Linked DNA regions of Rattus norvegicus: region 2 is linked to region 1. The links are chromatin contacts, called in public Hi-C maps. All regions are on one chromosome and are shown on one strand. The core of a region is the stretch at or near the end of the contact, and the rest is flanking DNA. Distances in the headings are between cores, read along the strand shown.

What was found. Hi-C and Micro-C count contacts between places; a contact is called where the count stands out from the background.
Region 2: a contact with region 1 is called in a Hi-C map of liver, with 3 times the contacts expected there. The contact joins the enhancer-like site here to the promoter of Chrna1 in region 1. A contact is called at or near these places in 5 of 12 Hi-C or Micro-C datasets (the A7r5 cell line, Schwann cells, liver and 2 more).

The regions. Positions count from the first base shown.
Region 1 is chr3:78,873,634-78,880,194 of GRCr8, forward strand. Chrna1 (cholinergic receptor nicotinic alpha 1 subunit) reads right to left here and starts at 3,720. Exons shown (of 9, transcript NM_024485.2): 1 at 3,617-3,720. The coding sequence starts at 3,659.
Region 2 is chr3:79,161,713-79,168,273 of GRCr8, forward strand. Atf2 (activating transcription factor 2) reads right to left here. Exons shown (of 14, transcript NM_031018.2): 5 at 1,020-1,116. Among named protein-coding and RNA genes, the nearest start is that of Atf2, 38 kb to the right of the region's middle. Within about 2 kb of position 2,784, at least 2 of the 93 cell types and tissues checked have an H3K27ac peak or open chromatin away from gene starts, as enhancers often do.

The DNA.
Region 1 (6,561 bases), core at 2,470-4,969:
AGACAACAAGGCATGTCAACATTGCCCTTTGTAGCCAAAGCATAGCAATGCTCTTGACTCCAACAGTGATGACACTTAACCCACCACACTTGTCTGTTGAATATCTGCATGCAAACACTGTATTAGAAATGCTACAATATTTGAAGGTGAACCTGGCATGAATTGGCTTCTCTCTGTTCACAGGGTGAGTGACATTTGTCATTGACATCAATAGCTATCAGCCCATTGGGAATTTATGTGCCCTGAGAAAGGTGGCAGTGGCATGGCTGAGGTTCCTGAGTGGATGGTAGGAGAAGTTTGTGAAAGGTGCCACGTAACCAGAACAACTGGGGTGTGTTCAGTAGGCACGGGGAAAGTGACCCTGACCGAAGGACTGTTGCTAAGAGTCCACATGTTCAAAGTGCATGTTCTACATCATATTATGTGTATGTGACTGTGTGTAAAATGAGCTTTCTAGATCATATTACATGTGCGTAACTGTGTGTTTGCATGTGTGCTGTGATGGTTGGCATATGCTCGTCCCAGGGAGTGGCACTATTAGAAGGTGTGGCCTTGTGGGAGGAAGTGTGTCACTGTGGGGGGTGGACTTGGAGATCTTCCTCCTAGCTGCCTGAGGATGCTCAGTCTGTTCCTGGCTTCCTTTGGGAGAAGATGTAGAACTCTCAGCTCTACCTGTACCAAGCCTGTCTGGATGCTGCCATGTTCCTGCCTTGATGATAATGGACTGAACCTCTGAACCTGTAAGACAGCCCCAATTAAATGCTGTCCTTTATAAGAGTTGCCTTGGTTATGGTGTCTGTTCACAGCAGTAAAACCTTAACTAAGACATGTGTGTGTGCAAGCACGTATGTGTGCACCTGCATGTACAAGCCAGAAGACAACCTCAGATGTCATTTCTCAGGGATCCACATCTTTTTGGAGACAGGCTGTCATTAGCCTAAAATTTACTATGTAGGCTAGGCTAGATGGCCAGGAAGCACTAGGGACCTTTCTGCCTTTCCTTACACATTGTCAGGATTACAGACATTGTCACCATGCCTGGTTTTCTAAATATGGGTTGTGGGAATTGAACTAAGGTCCTGTGTTTGTAATGCCAGTGCTTTGCTGACTGAACCCGCTTTGCATTTGTACACAGGGAACTGGACCCTGGTTTTGAGGGAAAGAATTCTGAACTGTAGTGAGTCGCCTTGTGTAAATCTTACTCCAACCTCATGCTCTGTCTCTACCTGGGTGATTTCAGATTGTTTTAGGCCTGGGTGTGGGAGTTCTTAAGTTCTTAAGTGATCACACCCTGCAGGCCAGTTTATATCTTTTCCCTTCGGTTTCCTTATAATAAACAAATTTAGGGTGCTGGACTTCAGTTTATAATTCTAAATTTCTATGGACTGCCGTCTCATTCTCTGCGTGGCTCCAGAAAAGGACCTGACTGGGACAGCGAAGAAGCTGAGAGAAGAAACATAGACAGACACATGGACACACAGAAAAGCCATGATCCCATGGCCTGGTCTCTCGGGTAGAGAAACCTCAGAGCCCAGGAAGCTCAATGTGTTTATTAAATAGATTGAACATGGAGGAAGGATTAGTGCATAGAGATAAGCAAGGATGCAGGGTTTATATACAGTTGGGTCAAGGGGACAAGGTTAGCTATCTCGGTGGGACAGTTCTGTAGGGGAACAGTCAGTCATCCGTCCATAACACCCAGGGGCCAGAAAACTATGGTGGACATTCTCTACACATCCTTCCAATATCCACACATGATGGCTTTGCCATCTTCCTTGGAGTCTTACCCCACCAGGAAGGCTTTTCTATTCCTCCATGGGTCTGAGGCTTTTGGGGTTCTTGACCTGGCCATGCCCATGTTAACACACATACTCACCCATGATTTCACCTGCTCAGGGCTTCCTCTGCTTACTACAGACTGCACATGGGATCAAAACACACAACACTGACTCTTACTAGCTGCACGTGAACTGTGTTGTTCTAAGAGGTCTTGTAGGTAATATTTAGAAGCCTATCTATCACATAAGAACTTTCACTGAGGGGCTTGGAGGGCTGGCTCAGAAGTTAAGAGCACTTGTTGCTCTTGCACAGGACCTAGATTCTGTTCCCAGTACCCACATGGTGGCTCATGCGTATCTGTAACTCTAGGGAATCTGAGGCCCTCTTCTGACCTCTGTAGTCACTGGGCACACATGTGGTGCATATACATGCAGGCAAAACATTCATACACATAAAATAAAAAAATTCTTTAAAATTTTTTAAAACAAGTTTTCACCAAGTGTGATGCTTGTAAATACGTGCATGCACATGCCTGCTTTGGTTGGATCAACTTTAAATTTCACAGCATTTAATCCATCTGAGTTTAGACACTTCCTCTAACTCTGCTATTGAAAATAAATGTGTGTGAGTGTGTATGAGTGTGTGCGTGTGTATATATGTGTGTGAGTGTGTGAGTGTGTGAATGTATGTGTGTGAGTGTGTGTGTGTATATGTGTGTGTATGTATGTGTGTGTGTATACATGTATGTGTGAGTGTGTGAGTGTTTGTGTGTGTGTGTGTGTGTGTGTGTGTGTGTGTGTGTGCTCTTTGCTTTTGCCTGGAAGGCCTGTGTTTGTCGGAGCAATGTTAGAGCGAGGGGAGTTGCAGGCTTTAAGCCACCATGCTCCTCAGTGGAATGATATGACCAGTAAGTTCATCGGAAGTAATCAACACACATCTCCTGTTTCCCTCTACCGGAAGTCTGGGGCTCAGGATAGCGTTTCAGCGGCTGTGATGGGACACATTCCAGAGTAGAGAGTAGGTCAAGGGCTGTGCAAGGTTTCGTGAGTCCAACTCAAACATAAAACCTACATAGTAGTAAGATCCTTACAAAGTGGGGTGGAGTGGGAGTGCAGCGGCCATGGATTTATATGGACTTAAAAAAAAAAAACGAATCTCTGACTTTAAAAACCTAGACATGACAAAACAGTTTCTTTGTAGAGACAGTTTGGTTACATTGTTAACAGGTTTCCAGGCACCTGTAGCTGTCAATCAAACCTCTTCATTCTCAGACAAATTCTCCAGTGACAAAAGGCCCATCGTTGTCTACACAGTTCACACCCAAACTATGCAATCTAGCTACAAATAATAATAATAATAATAATAATAATAATAATAATATCAAAAATAAAATAACGAAGTTTAAATAAGTTTATGCCCTTGTATGTATCTATGGCTAGATCGTTTTGGCACATGCAGCCCTATGGCTGTGTGCTGGACCTGCCTTCACTAGTCTGAACATGAAGGTAGATGAGAACGGTAGCATAGTCTACCAGTGGCTCTGATTGTACAAGTGGGCTATCACGTTCACATGACTGAGCTTGGGACCAGGCAACGCCAGAGCGACCAGGATCTCTTGCTCGTGGCTTTTGACCAGGCAGCTCCCATTCTGGGGAAACAAACTAAAAATCTATCCTCAAGATTCCATCCGAGCCAACACCAAGCTGTGACTGGTAGAGAAGCCTCTGGCTGGTATAGCCGTGTCCTGTGTTCCCTTTAAAGAAACAAGACCTTGGTATGGGACATGGGGCACATTAGTGTTTCACCCTCAAAGGAGAGCCCCCTCCCTGGGACTTACCGGAGCAGAGGCCCAGCAGCAGGAGGACAGCGGTGAGCTCCATGGGCTGTGGACGCTGGTGTGGCCTCCAGCAGCCTGTCCCACTCCCTGGCACTCTGGCTGCAGCTTGGCTGCAGGCCTTGGGCCAGCTGACTCTCAAGTTATTGTCTTACATCACCTGTGTGCCTGCATGACAGCTGAGCTGCCCGCAGCCTCAAAGCTGGGGCCTTCTGTGGCCACAGACGTGCCTTGCCATCACTCGGCTCATGTTAGGCGTAAACCGTATGAAAGTCTGCATAGATCGTGAGCCAGGGGCTTGTTTTGTTTTGTGTTGAAGATCAAACCCTGACCTCACGAACATACTAGCTAAATACGGGCTAAATAGAAATGGCTAAAACAATTCTATCAGTGGTACCGTACCCCTACTCTTATATATGTTTTTTTTTTTTTTCAGAGCTGGGGACCGAACCCAGGGCCTTGCGCTTGCTAGGCAAATGCTCTACCACTGAGCTAAATCCCCAACCCCATATATGGGGTTTTAAATCACATTTATTTGCTTGTTTTATGTGAGGGTGGTGGCGGATGCCATGGTGGTAGAATAGAGAACAGTTTACAGAAGTTGGTTCTCCTACCGTGTGTGTCCTGGGGATCAGACTCAGGTCATCAGGCTTGACAGCAAGCTCCTTTACCTGCTGAGCCCTCTCGCTGGCCTGTGAGTCAATTATTAGCAAAAGACTTGGTGCACGATTTCAGCAGAGGCTATGGATTTGAGTAGATACCACTGTGTAACTGTCCTTAATCACACGGGTGTACACTCCCTGAACGTGGAATGAAATGCTGTGTCACAGGCCTCAATGTGACATCTTCTGTGCCTGCCTGAGTTTGAAGGGTGGCTAGTGTTGAAGTGGATGCTGGAGAATTCCAGATATGATCATGTGCAGCTTTGAACAAATATAGCTTTTTTTTTTTCTGTGAACTGGTCCACCCCCTCAACCCCCACTCCACCCCCCGCCGGGGCCCCAGATGGCTAATTCCCTCCCCTCATCTCTGTCAGACAAGACCTAGCCCACCCAGAGCTGTTAGCTGGCCCACTGCAGCCTCGTGTGTGTCCTGACATTACAGCAGCACAGCACTTTGTGGGAAAAGTCTTCCACCCCAGTGGCCTTTGTTCCAGATTCCTGCTTCCTGCTGCCTCCCCTCAACCTACTCTCCCTCGGGGAGGCAGAGAGCAGAGCCATTCAGCGTTTCAAGCCCTTTGTTTAAAAGATCCCCCAAAATGGAATTTGCTCAGCAGCAAGCAGCTTGCAATTGTTCACTCTGAAGCATTTTTTAACCAAACTTGGCTTCTCTGTAGGTTCGAGTGGGCTCGGGCAGAAAGCTGTCATTGGAAGACAACCTTGCTGCTCCCTGCACGCCCCGGTCCCTTTAGGGCTGGATCGTGTGCAAAGTCTCTTCCCTTGAACCCAAGGACAGGGTCCGGTCAAATTATCCCACTCCACCGGGTCCAAACAAATGGTTAAGGAGCTTGCAGAACAGAGGGGAGAGCTGCACAACTACCTTATTTTTTTTCTGCTTACATTATACCAGCTAACTGGTAAAATAATCATCTTTCTCCCTCCTGCAACCCTGTGACTGCCGAGTTAGGAAAACATCCACCCACGATTCCCACCCACCACTCACCCATGCTGAGCCCCATGGCTGAGTTCTAGTGAGTCAAACCTGAGCGGAGGCTCTCTGTGTGTCACCACCTTTTTGCTAGAGGCATAAACTTCAGTAGACACTTTGCTCACCAAGAAATCAGGGACAACAGTTTGAATAGACAATTTTCTAGTACCTAACATGGGGTTTTTGCCTCATTTTAGTCTCCAATATCAGTTCTCTTGCTATATATTTTAGAGTTAATTTTTATTTTTAATTGTTTTTCTTTTAAGAGCACCGTTAAGATTTATTTGTTTCATTTTGGGTGTATGAGCATCTTGAGTAGGAGTGTGTCTGTGTGCCACGTGTATGCCTGGTGCCTGCGGAAGTCAGAAGAAGGCCTCTGATCCCCTGGAAGTGGAGTCGTGGATGATTGTGGGCCATCAGATGTGTGAAGGAAACCAAACCGGGTCCCCTGCAGGAACAAGTGCTCTTGACCGCTGAGTAATCTCTCCAACCTCATGAGTTTATTTTTAACTATAAGGTCCTAATACAAAAGACCAAATTGGGGGTTGGGGATTTAGCTCAGTGGTAGAGCGCTTGCCTAGGAAGCGCAAGGCCCTGGGTTCGGTCCCCAGCTCCGAAAAAAAGAACCAAAAAAAAAAAAAAAAGACCAAATTGGGTGTTAATCATCCCTAGTTACCGTACAAATAACTCAGAATTTCTATAGCTGCACACAATAAATATTTTGTTTTAATTCATGAATTTCTGAGTGGGGAACAGGGTAGTGGGGTTCATTCCTCCATAGTCACTCAAGGATCCAGGATGCCCTAAACAAAGCCAAGGCTACCATGAGGCGGCACCCATCCTGGCAGAGGCTAGAAGGGTAAGATGTCTCTATTGGACCCCAGAGAATTTCTCTGGGGCTAACTGACTTTAATTAGCAAGTTGGGACAAGTAAGAGATGGGAGCAGGTAAGAAACAAATCTGGAAATTTGTATCTTCTGCTTCAAAGAGTAAGGGATAAAAAACATGGAAAGGGGGCTTTGAGCTACAACAGACTTCTGATTGAAGAAGGTAAGGTCGGGGATGGAGGGTGGAGAGAGCTTGCCTAGCAAGCACTGCGTCTCATCTCCAGCACCAAATGAATGAATGAATGAATGAGTGAATGAATGAATGAATGAATGAATGGGGTCATTAAAATGGCTCAATCCAATCCCCAGGACCCACAGGGAAGAAAGAAAAAAAAAACTGACACCTGCAAGTTGTCTTCAGACCTGCACATATGTGTTAGCACATGACTCAGCCCATATGCACACAGGTACATA
Region 2 (6,561 bases), core at 1,534-4,033, 290 kb after region 1:
ATCTCTCCAAAGCACTGCGTATGGTGTTCACACTAAGTTATAATTTACAAGTACTAATACTGTTCAATATTCTAGTTAAAATTCTAGAATTACAGATAGAATAACATAAGCTTCACAAAACAAAGGACTCTAGATTCTATATTTATGACATGCATATTTGTAATTCTGACAGAGCGCTAAAACATATGTAAAATCTGACAAAGAACTTATCATGTTTACTTAGAAAGAAACAAATATATTGAACTCATGCATAGTATATATTATTCAAGTACACAGATTATATGTTTACATGTAGAACATAAAACAACTAACATAGGATAGAGTGATGGTAAGCTACCACATGAATTGGGTTCTTCTTTTTACATATGAAAAACAACGATCTGCTCAGGGTAATACCATATAATTATAGGGTATGCACACACGCATGCACACACACACACAAATACACACACACTAACTGAACTTAGATTTTCTTTAGGAAAGAACATTTTATTTTATTTTGCAGTGCTGGGGATTAAAACCTGAGTCTTGTGAATGCCAGGCAAGTACTATACTACTGATCTATATCCCAGCTTTAGAGTGTTTTATTAATAAAACATTTATTTCATTTGAAACACCTTTAAACAAAAGTATAATGACCAAGTTTAGGGAGTGCTTGATCATTTACTCTCTTTACAAAGTTTTAAAAACCAGGTGTATGACAACTAAAAGAAACACTAAATATCAATGAAGTCAGTTATCAGTTAAACATACTTTGTAGAAAGGCATGATTGCTCCAAGGGTTCTAATTAACTTCCATAAAACCAACTTCAAATGGGTATTTGAAAAGCACACAAAAAAGTGAAATGAATGATCAAAAGAACATATAGAAATGTAATGGGTAAATACATGTTGCCAACATTTACTGTAAATGAAGCAATTGGACTATCACCAGACTATAGTGTTTACAGAGAATACACAAAATTGTGCACATTCTGGGTGAAATATGATATAAGCCATTAATAAAAGCATATACTAACCAGCCACAATGACACTGTCATTACGTGCTGGACCAAATTTCAGTGTCATCTCATGTTTATGTTTATGGACAGCCAAATGATCCTCGTTGGTAAAACGCTGTGGCAAAAAGTTTTAAAATACAGTTAAGTTTTTCAATTTGATCAAAGAAAACTGATAAAGGATATCAATTTCCACAACATGTAAAACCACCATTAACAATGAAATACCAGCTTATAAACTATAAGACAATCAATCTATTATTAGCACACAAAGACAGTAATTTTCAAATGATGAGGAACCCCCATAGAAGAATATGAAATGATAGTATATAATTCATCTGAGAGGCTTGAAAATAAAACCTGAGGCAAAAAATTAGTAAAATAGACTATTATTCTTTTATTATGTCAGAGAAATATATACTCAGCTCAAAGACTAAGAAAATATTGTATTTACTTAGATGTAAGGTTACTTACCACTTTTTAAACTGATAATATTCTAAAAATGACTCCTGTACAAATTAAGAAATTAGTCTGGGGGTCGGGGATTTAGCTCAGCGGTAGAGCGCTTGCCTAGCAAGCGCAAGGCCCTGGGTTCGGTCCCCAGCTCCAAAAAAAAAAAAAAAAAAAAAAAAAAAAGAAATTAGTCTGAGGCCAGGCATGGTGGTGCACACCTTTAATCCCAGTACTAGGAAGGCAGATCTCTGTAAATTTGAGGATAGCCTGATCTACAAATAGAGTTCCAAGTCAGCCATGGCTATATAGTAAGAACCTGTCTAAATTAAAAGGAGGAAAAAAAGAACAAAGAAATTAAGTCTAGCTTTATAGTACCATAGTGAAGATTTTTGTGCTATAGTCTAGCAAAGAAACAGTAATCACAATACAATAACTCTATTTTAAACTGTCTTAACCTAAAAAAGTGATTTTTAAAACCATAACTTGTATTAAGATGAATGTATGTTCAAAGCTATTTATCATGCCTTCCCTCGCCGTACACTGGTGAGTACATATGACCAGTGATACTTATGATTATGACAAATATTCATGTTTAAATTCTTACTGGAAATAGACTTTAGAAAGAACTCCTTATCAAGAACCACTGTTGCCTAAAAAGGAAACCACTCATTTATTTTGCCTTCCTGGTTCAGAAGTTAAATTAACCCTTACTCATTTCTACTACTTAACAAATAGGGGTATTAAAATTTTAATGAAACTGTTAAGAAGTCTGATACCTAGTACTTACTAGCATCCTATGTCCAGCATAAGAATCCTACCTTCAATTTTTAAGAAGATTTTATTTTTATTCATGTTCATGTGTGTGTCTGTGGATGCTTACAAAAACAAGAATATTAGAGTCCACAAAGTTGTGAGTCACCCGGTTTGGGTGCTGGGAACCAAACTCAAGTCTTCTTGCAGAGCACAATCACTCTTAACTCCTTGAGTCCTCTCTCGGGCTCTCCAGCTTCAAGGTAAAAGACCTCCTATCAGTGTCCATGGTAATCTGAATGTTCCTTATTGGGGCTAGTACTATTTATGTCTACCCTTCTAAATAAGCTGAGGACTCCTATGACCTCCAAATCTGCCGTAAGCATTACATATAAAGACTAATGGGAAAAAAATGAACTCCTTAACTCTTTAGAGTCTTAAAATCTGTAAAAGGCAGAAGACAATCAAGCTTCACTTTACTTACAAACAACAATAGAAAGTTACCCACTATTTGATGAGAGTAACTAGTATTCTCCAGAACCTGTTTGCATCTCCATATGCAGGGACTGTTCAGTGTGTCTGTCCCTTGGTTTACTCTTCCATTAGCTGTTCACTCAGCTGTGGACACTGAGAGTACAATCCAACTTCCCCTCTCAGGCTATCTTCTTATATTACTTTATCCTTTCAAAAGTCCTCCCCAGATCTGGTGAGATTAATAGTGGTGTGTTGACAGGCACCCTTAGGAACAAAGCTCTCAAGTCAATGAACACATGGCAAAGCATATTCACACTGCTGCCTTTATCCTTGTATTAAAATTGTCAATGTTATGCTTTACATTCATATTAAAGGGTATTCATGTAAGATTCATTTTAGGTCCTAGAAAACCTCCCAATGTAACTTTTCATTAGAAGACAATCATTAAAGCATTTTATTATAAACTATCTTGTTATAAGTGACACTCTTAAAAAACTGTGAAGTTGTCAAAATTAAAAGGTAAAAACTCTGGAAATTTCACCTAGAATTTTTATTCAATTAGTGCTTTCTTCTGGGATTAGTTTGGCCTCTATAAAATATCATTATCTGCTGCATAACGTGAAAGTGAAAGTAAACTCTGACTTCAGAGAAAAGGAGTGACTAGCTAAAAATACAAGGGTTATGTATTTATAAACTCTTACACAATATCCAAAGATAAAATTAACCATTAGTTAACAAAGACAGTAACAGTTTTGTAATGTGAAGGACACAGGTGAATCTGACCTTGGTTTTTTATTCTCTCTCTATCCAGTTAAAATGAGAAAAATGTTACGATATATATGTATATATACATATATATATATATATAGATAAACTAAAAAAAGGATTTGTTTTCAGAATAAACTGTAGAATTATAATCATATCACTGGCAGTATTAACATATTTAATTAATACCATTTCTTCTAGACAAAATCTAATTTGAATGCACAATCCAACAGGTCTGCACAAAATTTCTGTCAACAAAAACAAGAGCCTGAGCATTAATCTCAATAAACAATGTTGGAAGAAAATGAAGACAAGTTTTTTGGAGAGGACCTTATAAGGTAGAAAAAAGTAATGGGCAGATAGGAAGAAAGTGAACATGCAGAGTCCACAGTAAATTAGTGCATATTCTAATAGGTAAGAAATCTGTTTCCAAGGTTTGGCCATATTTCTTCAGATTTTGTTAATACGGGGGGGTAGGGTGGAGTGTTACACAAAGCACAGTACCTATGTGGAGTTCCGAGGACAACTCTGTGGTGTCAGTTCTGTCCTCCTTCTGTCTTTACTTAAGGGCTCTGGAGACTGAACTCAGGTTGCCAGGCTTGTCTGACAAGTGCTTTTTATATGCTAAGCCATCTCTTAAAGAATAACTTCCTACAAATCAGTCATCTAGGATTTTATAGTTATTTTTACCATATATTATTATTACTACTATTTAATTTGTTGAATGGGTAGAAATAAATTTTCATGTATCAAGGCTACAACCTTTTCCTACTTTTTCCTTAGTTGAAGAGGAACTCTACTCAATAGTAGAAACTACTGATTAACTCACATATACTTCCACTAAGACTCGGGGTAAGTATATATTGTATCTAATCTCTTCTGAATCAGCTTGTGATATAAAATAATTTACCACAAAGTAGCTTCAAATTGAAGTGACACCAAAGGCAAAGATATAGCCAACAAGATGATATGCAAATAAATCTTTTACTAAGTATTAATTTTGTATCTTTTATTCAATTCAACACCATTGTATTCCTCTAGAAACAAATGAAGTTAATAGGAGTCTCTGCAATATCTAAAAGTTCCCTAGGCATTTAAAAAAAGACCACAGTAAGAATCTTCAAGTAAACTCTTTGTGCTAATTTTTATAGGCCATTCTTAAGTGACACTATCAACAAAGTACATTTTTAAATGTGATAATCTGCTATATATTTTAAATTTAAACTAAGTAGAGCAAAATTTGGATCCTTTCATAGAGATGAGAAAAATAAAATTTACACTGTCATCACCAAATTTGTGTTTCTAAAACCAATGATCAATTATTGCAGAGTATTATAGTGCATACCTTTAATCCCAGCACTTAAGAGGGCAAAGGCAGGAGATCTCTGTAAGTTTGAGGAAAACCTGATCTACAGAGAGAGTACAAGGACAACCAGAGCTACATAGTGAGACCTATCTTAAAAAATAAAAATTAAAAAATAATAGTAGTACCTTCAACATTCAAAGAATACTACTTAACATAAAGAGAGACTCTGTCACTGCCACTTTCAGCAAGATTACCTCATGAAGCTGACACTCACTGGGCTGTTCTGGGCAGTGATAGTGTACAATATAAATATTAAGTACCTCACAAAATCATTGGCTAAAAAATGTATTACCCAAGCCCGGAGTGATTATAACAAAATTAGTTTGGGCTGGAGAGATGGCTCAGTAGTTAAGAGCACTGACTACTTTTCCAGAGGTCCTGAGTTCAATTCCCAGCAACCACATGGTGGCTCACAACCATCTGTAATGAGATCTTCTGGTGCCCTCTTCTGGTGTATCTGATGACAGTGACAGTGTACTAACATGCATAAAATAAATAAATAAATAAGTTTATTATTAATGAGAGCTAAACTTTTAATGAAAGCAAAAGCAGAGTGAGCTTTTATTTGATGTTTTTTTTCTTTCTTTTAAGCCTGTGTATTTGTGGAAGTTAATGAACAACCTGCAGGGATCAGATTTTTCCTTCTACTATGTGGGTTCTAGGGACTGAACTCAGGTCATCAGTCTTAAAGCAAGTTCCTTTATCCAGAAAGCCATCTTTATGGTCCAATATATAACTATGCATACATTTTAGTTATTTGTCAACTAATTAATTTGGAATGAGAATTCAACCCGGTGACACTTGTTTCATTTCAGCCCCTGTTTCTCAAAGACAAGGCTTTATGGTGGTCTTGAACGTGAGGTCTACATGCTTAGCTACTACAACCGTTTACAGATATACATTGAGCTTGTAATAGTAGTTTGAGAAATGTAGTCTACAAAACTATAGAGATGCACACAAAAAATTGTGTAAAATGATACTCACCACAATGCTGTTTATCACAATATTAAAATTTCCAAGTTTATGATAGAAAAATGAGCAAATGATAGGACAAGCTCTAGTAGAACACATGCAACTTAAAACCATGCTTAGCCACACATAGAGGCTCACATGTATAACTCACTAACAGATACTATAAATTTAATGCTAGGGAATTCTCAAACAATTTCTTATGGTACACATACAAACAAATATTCTAATTTTCAGCTATTGACTTTCCTATTTAAACAAATCTAAATACAATGCTTTTTATTTAAAACAAAACAAGCCAAAAAAACCATCATGTGTAGAGCTGGGGTGATGGTTCAGCCATAAAGAAAGAGCACTTACTGCGCTTTTAGGAGTTAAGACTAGGTTCTCCACATCCACACAGTGACTAAAGATCACCAATAAATTCAGTTCCAGGATAGCTGATGCTTTCTTTTGGTGTCTAAGACTGCAGCATGCACATGTTGCACATAATCTCAAGCAAGCACACACATAATAATACAGAAATTCTTTTAAAAAAAACTTTTTAAAAAATACTTTTTAATACTACTGGTGTGGTGATACACAACTTTAATCCCAGCATTTGAGAGGCAGACGTAAGCGGCTCTCTGTTGACTTTGAAGCCAGTCTGGTCTATAGAGAAGTTCCAGGCAATGGTGTGTGTGTGTGTGTGTGTGTGTGTGTGTGTGTGTGTGTGTGTGTGTGTGTATAGAACCTGTCTAAAAACTGGGGGTGGGGTGGAGTTAGCTCATAGTTTAAAAGTACTTA